Regions from separate parts of the Anser cygnoides genome. Here region 2 is linked to region 1. Evidence: chromatin contacts called from public Hi-C data. All regions are on one chromosome and are shown on one strand. Each heading gives the region's core, a stretch centred on a gene start, on an enhancer-like site or on the middle of the called end of the contact. The rest is flanking DNA. Distances are from core to core; before and after follow the strand shown.

Region 1 (3,854 bases), core at 109-2,608:
TAAAAGTAATTAAACAACAGATAAGAAAAGGCAGAGAAAACAAGTTATTAAGTTCTTCTAGGGTGGACCTGACACTTCCAAATTCAACCACTTCTATTTGGTTTAAACTGCTCTTTGTCCAATCTGAAAACATGTGCTCTCAAAACAAATTAAAAAGACTCAACAAAATTCTCAAAAAATTTGAGAAGTTTGGTAGATAAGCCACCAAACATTAACCTGTCCACTATGGAAAATCTACCCTGAAGATAAATGGAAGAGCAGCTCTCCAAGATCTCTGCCCAGTCCTCATTGCCCAGTGAAGAAACTTAGCGTGGTACTTAGTGTATGTGATTTTGTTACAGAAAAGGATGCAAGTTTTCATGTTACAGTCTCAATACTGTAATAACAGTGTTATGGTGTTGAGCACTGCTTGTTCAGTCTGGACAGCTGCAATGGCTCCATACCTGCAGTTACAGTAGAGGACGTGTCCATCTCTGTGAAGCTGCTTTGCCAGCTCAAGCTGATGGTTGTCCATCAGCTTTTCATTTATTACCACCAGGAGTGGTTTTCCTTCTTCTAGAGTCTCCAAACAGCTACCTGCACCTACAGGAGAAGCAGAAAACACTACGAGCATTCTCACCGATGAAATATTATCCTACCCGCTCCTAAAACACAAGACACTCCTGAACGTGAACGTTTTACCCGCACAGCTCTAGCTGGGGACCTTAACATCCCACACCAGCTCAGACCAGCACCTCAGGGAGACAGGCACACATCACTCACACACCGCCTTCCTCCCCCGAGAGAACAAGCCCGGCAGACCGAGGGCTTGCAGGTCTACCTGCGTGGCTTATGACCAGGTCGGCCCTCCGCAGGTCCTCGGCCAGCGACTCCTTGAAGCGGAACACGTCCAGCGCGAAGGCCGGGGCGCGCCGCGGGGCCGGCTCCAGCGCTCCCCGCCCGATCTGCAGCACCAGCTGCTCGCAGCCGCGGCTCCGCAGCGCCTGCAGGGGGACGGCCGGGAGGCCTCAGGTCGCACACCAGGGCCCCCAGTGGCTCCCAGTTGCTCCCAGTCGGGCACGGGGATGCCGCCCCCTCCCCACCCAGTCAGTACTGGCGGGCGGGCCCGCAGTGCGCGCGCCGCGCTGAGGCGCTGCAGGCCGGCCGTGAGGGGACAGGCCCTTGCCGCCCACCCGGGCTTTCCCCCGCCTCACCCGCACGGCCGGCGGGGAGGAGACGGCTGCGATCAGCTCGTCGAAGCTGGTGGTGCCCACGGTGACGAAGACGGACTTCATGGCCACCCGCGGGGGACCTCAGCGGGACCTTAGCGGCGGGCAGGAGGCCGCCAGAGAGCGCTGCAGAGCCTGCCGCGGCGCTCCTAAAATGGCCGCCGGCCTGAGGGGCGGCTCCGCGCCGCTCGGCCCGCCCGCGCCCCATTCGCTTCCAGAGGAGTGAAGGGCACGGGTAGGTGCGACTTACAAAGGAGAAAAAAAATCTAAGTTTTTAAAAAGGATTCAGTTCTGTAAGTTTTTTTTCCCTCCATGTGTTGTTTTAGCGATAGCGGGGCCGAGACACTGTAACTGACTGGTTCATTCACTGTCACATCCTGACTGGTGTTGGGTGTGCTCACAAGCTGCCGTTCCCGTGCCACAACCACAGCTACCTTTTCTTTAAAGGCTGTAACTGATGTGAACTAGGATTACCGAGGTTTATCCAGCTTTCCCACAACACTGCCTTGTTTCAAGGACAGCTGCCTTTGTACTTTGCTACTGTCCCTTTTCTCTTGCTACTGTTTCAGTCAGTTTCCTTCCCAGATTTCCCTCTGTGGTAAGAAGGAAAGTGTCTCTTACAATGGAAAACAAATCACCAGAAGGAGCTAGATTTAAAGAGCCATTTAGTTCATAAAAAGGTGTGATTATACACACACACATACATATATGTATTTGAGAAAATACCAAAATGGCCTTTTCTTAAATGGCTTTTCCTCACAAAAACTAATTAACCCAGGAAGCTTGGTTAATGCAGCTGTACAGCTTCTGGAATTTGAACTGTACCTGCTATTGACGGTTTGTGCTTTCTTAGCTCCCTTAGTAAGTTTGCTACTGCTTTGGAAGAAAAGAAGTTTGATAGTTTGATTCTCAAAGTTGCCTGCTAAGAAAGCATTTCTAGAACAACCACACTAACGCAAATATTGCTGCACAGTGGCTGGTGTAAGTGAGGTCTGGAACCTGACAGCACACACTGCAGTGACAGGCTGCCTTCCCAGCTGGAGAGCTGAGGCACCATGGGGAGTCCTGGGTGTCAGACACTGGTGAAAAAAACAGCGTGAAGTCCCAGGAAAGAAAACACAACAAAATGCTCTCAGGGGAACCATTTCTGAGCTTGCTATTAATGAAGAAAACATGAGGTATTTAGGACAGACAGACGAACAGACACAAGGAAAACAGGAAACTACAGACTCAGAAGCAAACAAACAAAAACAACAAAGTTTCTATCACTAGTTTTCACTGACATTTTACCTGTCTGAGGTGAGCAGTTCAGTAGGTTTTTGCTGAACTGGTCACCTCAGCCTGTTAAGCAGGGTCATATCATATAGTCATATCACAGATCAAATGCATGGCATGCAAGCCTACCTTCAAATGACTGAAGGCAGGAACAAATTGCACACATCTCAGTGAGTGAGCTTGGGTAATTTTTGCCATGTGGAGACCCTTCCACTGATACCACAGTGACTGGGCAAGATGGGAAACAAGGAAAAAGAAGCACATGTGGTTTGAATGCTGCAATTTATGTTCTGCTTTAATAGAGCAGACCTTTAATAATTTTGGCTATGTGCACTGCCCCCCAAAAATCACAGACAAATCTGTCAGGGGAGCTGAAAATGTATATTATGTCCTGATTGCAACTCAGGGAAAAAAATAGAAGCAAGATTGAAATCAGGGCTAGGAGCTGTATACTCCTGGTTTCTTTTTCTCACTTTGCCACTTACCAATAGTAACACCTTTGGGAGGTGATCTTTTCTGTTTATCCACCTGCAAGGCAGTGTTTAGCAATTTATCTCCTCTAAAGAATCCTGTGAAGGTGATTATATTAATGTGTAGAGAATTAAGTCATTTAAAAATCTTCACTCACATTTGAAGCCATTGAATTTTTTTTCCCTCCTACCCTCCTTTACTTGACCTTTTGAAAGGTCATCATTGAATACAGGTAGGTTTTCCCTACTCCATATTGCCTTTTCTCTAAGCACACATCTTTCTATTTCAGGCTGGTCTTATTACTATCTTAAGAAGACTGATGAAAAACACTCCCTTGAACAAATGCATGTCAGCTCCCTATGGGACATAATCCCAGGAGCTAGGGAATCAGGCAGGAGCTGAGATGAAAGCCTCTTCTGAAAACAATGCTGTTCATTGCTAAACTGCATTAAGTCAGTTGTGAAGATGAAGTCACCGGTAGATTTATTACTTCAGGTACATTTTCCCTTTGTGATGAACATCCTGTTGGGGAGGGGGAAGGGGGAGAAATAGTGTTTTAGATTCAATAACACCACCATTAAATCTGTTAAAATAGTCTTTTCCACTGAAGGCTAGGATAATCCCTCAGCAGTTACACAAAACTGAACTGACAGTTTTCTCAAGTGTAACACATTGTGTAATTCTACAGAAAGAAGCTACTCGAGTTAAACATCTAAATCTATTTATTCCCTGAATTAAGCTTAATAGATGAGGTCACAGTTGTATACACTGCTGAGTGTTCCAAGAAAGATGCAGAAAGATCTAGCTATCCTGAGGATACTTCTGATTGCCATGTTAATGGATCATTCACAATGCTCATTAGCCCCCTGTTGCTTTCATTTAGCATAATGAGCCACACTA
Region 2 (3,700 bases), core at 629-3,128, 230 kb before region 1:
AAACTTATACTTCATGCATTTTAAACCTAAAAGTGACTCTTGCAAAGAAACTAGAAATAATGCAAATGTCTGCAGCACTGTGGTTTTCTCCTCCTCCCTTCCTTTGTAACTCTCCCAAGCATTGTCTGATTACGCATGAATGATGCAGATTTTTGCTAGGATTGCTTTCTAGCTGTTACTCATGTTTTCCAGGCAGGGGTGCAGACCTCCGACAGCTGCAGTAACGAGGCAAAGAAAAGAGTGAGCTTGTCGGCCACAAAAAGACTATGGATTTTGGAAATCCAGTACTACAAAAACAAACATTCCACCATGTTTTATAACAGACCATTCTTGTCTGGCTCTGGCAAACAAGGCCTCATAACAGCACAGCCCATTTTAGTGTCACTCTTACACCCGTGTTGCTGGATTCCCATGGAGCAAAAACAAGACTTTCCCTCCATAGTTCCTTTCTTGGTGTTTACAGTGAAAGGTCGGTGTGTGGCCACTACCTCACTTTTTTTTTCCCTCCCTCCCCTTCATCACAAGCAACAAAACAAAGCTGTGTGTAATCAAATATAGCAAGGAGTCACAAGGCTCCATGAACACAGATGTCTGCACTTAAAAACATTTTTGCACCTGACTTTGGATGCTTGCTATTCCATCTTTAAAACGTTGGGGGTGGTGGTGGTGTTTTTGTGTGTTTATTTTAACTATTACAACTTTCAGGTCTGTGTGCTCACCCTGACAGATGCTTGGTTTTAAGGGTTTTAAAGTGAAGGGGATGAAGTGTAGACTGCAGGAGCTGTATACTTGATGACCAGCAGTTGATTATAGACAATTTCCAGTTATTTAAGCTTTACCTATTAAGTTTTTGTTTTAGTAACCGCTACTGAAGCGATAATTTTTTGAGGCATCTAGAGCACACTGTTCTTTCTAGATTATTTTTGTGTATGTTTGGAGATAATTCTAGACACACATCTTCAACAGTTCTGCCTTTGGGCGCCTTTTGTTGAGAGCGGTTTGGGGGCAATGATGCTAGTTAGAAATGTGGAAGAGAGGTTAAAAGATGAAGCAGTTGCAGAAAGCTTGCAATGTGCAGATAGCAGATTTAGCCCATTCAGCAATGGGCTGATAACCAAGTGAGATGAAGAAAGAAAAATACGAAGAACTTAGGTCCTCATAGCTGAGATCATTAAAAAAATGTTGATGCGAAAGACTAAATTTGCAGTCAGGAAATTAAAATAAGCTTCTCTTAGGCAGAAATATATGGGCTTTTTTAGGAGTGTCTCCCTGTATAAATTACAGTCTACTGTAAACGGCACGAGGTAGAGAAAGTGTTTCCGCATAGTAAAAAGCGTAATTGATGGCAGTTTTTCAAGTTACTCAGTACTGAAAATTGCAGTCACAGGTAGCACTGGTGACTCAAGGCCACAGGCAGAGCCATCAGCCCTGGTGTGCCAGAGGCAGGGCAAAATATCTTTAATAATTGCAGATCTGGCCAGCCAGGAGGCCAGCTGCGTGGCAAATGTACCTTTGTACATCAGAAACATCAAAACTTTGCGCTCCAGCGCTGCCTTTCCACAGAGGGGTCCTCGGGTGGGCAGCAGCCATTTTGTGAGGCAAGCCACCCCGTGGGGCGCATCCCGCTCCCTCGGCGGTAAAACCACCTCCGTCTTTTTATTTTATTTTTGGACACCGGGCTCTGCTGCGTATCTCACAGCCTGGAGAGTGTTTCTGAAAACGACTTAAACACTTTTAACCCCTCAGTTGCCTGCTGGCGAGGAGCTGCGGTGGGACCCAACAGAGCCTGACAGGGCGGCTCCGTCCCGCCCTTAGCCGCCTCCCCTCGGCCGGGCGAGGCGGAGCTGGCCGTGAGGAGGAGGAAGAGGAGGGCGGACTACGCCTCCCGGCAGTCTCCACAGCGCCCGGCCCAACGAAGGATGCCGGGTGCCGTAGTCGGGGCCGCCTGGTGAAAGTTAATAACCGAAGGCGCCTCCCCGAGCTCCGCGGCGCCTCTCGTTGCCATGCCGGCTTTGTCGCCTCGGCGGGGGCAGCGGCACGATGGATGAACGGGCGGCCGCCGGGGCAGGCGCCCGCCGGGTAAGAAGCGGGAGGGGAGGAGAAGGGGAGGCTCTGGCCGCCGCTGTGAGGCCGGCTCCGGGAGGGGAAGGCGGCTTCGTGGTGCCCCGGGTAGGGCCCTGCCAGCCGGGCTGCCGGGCTCGGAGGCAGGTGCAGCGGAGAGTGGGGGGACGCGGCCCCGGCCCTTTCCTTGGAGCCCCCCGACCGCTCGCCCAGCCTGAGGGAAACGCCGGCCTCGTACGCATACCCCAGCTGGCCCCCCTGGCTCCCCGCTGCCCTCCCAGAGAGGGAAAAGTCCTCTCGTGGGAGGGGAGAGGGCTGCGAGGGTTTGCTGTGGGTATCCGTTGCGGGGACCTGGCTGAGTCCGTGCAGAGGAGAGAGTGGAGCTGTCCTGACCCTTCCCAGGTCCATTTTCAAGTCCAGGGGATGTTCTGCTGCCCATAGTCCTGCAGAAGGGGTCCCTGGCCTGCCTGGTGCCTCCCGACCCTGCTCGCCCCCAGCACCTGCAGCAGCCCAAACCCCGAATCAAGTGGAGGTGACTCCAAGTCCTCCCGCTTCCATCTCTGAGAGGAGAAGGCGTCAGCATGTGGGTGATAATCTCACAAGTGCTGAAAAGCTCTGCTTTTGTGTCCTTGCCCTTTACAGAATGGGGTCCCACTTAGCCCCTTCGGGTCTGGGTTTAGCTGTCCCTGCTGCCGCTTCACAGTCTGCCCTCAGGTGCAAAGATTGTGCCTTTTGTTAGCAGACTGATTCAGGTAGGTCTATAAATAAATATCCACCATCAGACTTAACATATGGTTGAGGCAGAACCACAGTTCCATCTGTCTCAATACCAGGATATCTTTTTGATAAAGGTAAGGGCTGGAAGGCTGAATCTTTAGTCCCACAGGAACCTGGTGGGTGACCTTAAACATCCACTGCTTTTGCTTGGTGCTGTAAATAGCCCCAAATCAACTGAACCACCAGCATATGGTAGGATGCCCCAGCATTTCCATGGAACAGGCTCCTGGGGGGGTTGTTCTCACTTTTCACAATATTTGGGTGCAGGTTCCTTGCCTGGAATCCTCCATTGTGCAAAGCATCAAGAAGATCCCCATTCGATATTCAGGTTAAAAGTTTCTGCGTGTCACCTCTAATAAATGATCCTCAGTTCAGCCCTAATGCGATAGAAAATAACAAATTCCATTTTAATTCACTCCTCATCTTTATTCCACTTTTTAATAATAATTTTTCATTAAGCTGCTAATCCTGTCCTAGCACTTCTAATCAGTAAGGCTCAAGGTGCTTTACAAAAGAAGTAAGAATATAATTATTCCAATTATCCTCATTAAGGCCGATATTCTTAACTTTTCAGCAGCTTCTACAGATAATATAGGTCATAAATAATTAAGAGTATAATCTAATTAAAATAAATCCCCAGTCATAAACCAGAGTGCTGCACTGAAGTAGCCAGCCTTCAAAGGCATGGCCTTGTAACCTAACCTCCCTAATCAGAACAGTATCTCATTAACCTGTGACTCCTCACTCTCCTGACCTCACTGCCCCCGCAGCAGGTACTTCCAGGTGCCTGTGCAGGACCCCAGAGAGGGAGAGGGCCAGGGTGGTTGTGACAAAAGGCATTCTTGAGAGTGTTCTCCTATAG

The links. Hi-C and Micro-C count contacts between places; a contact is called where the count stands out from the background.
Region 2: a contact with region 1 is called in a Hi-C map of granulosa cells, with 2.5 times the contacts expected there. The contact joins the promoter of AMOT here to the promoter of ALG13 in region 1. A contact is called at or near these places in 3 of 7 Hi-C or Micro-C datasets (granulosa cells and liver).

The regions. Positions count from the first base shown.
Region 1 is chr13:4,084,779-4,088,632 of Taihu_goose_T2T_genome, reverse strand. It overlaps ALG13 (ALG13 UDP-N-acetylglucosaminyltransferase subunit), which reads right to left and starts at 1,358. Exons shown (of 28, transcript XM_067005191.1): 1 at 1,194-1,358; 2 at 821-983; 3 at 444-582. The coding sequence starts at 1,274.
Region 2 is chr13:4,320,155-4,323,854 of Taihu_goose_T2T_genome, reverse strand. AMOT (angiomotin) reads left to right here and starts at 1,878. Exons shown (of 13, transcript XM_048070648.2): 1 at 1,878-2,079.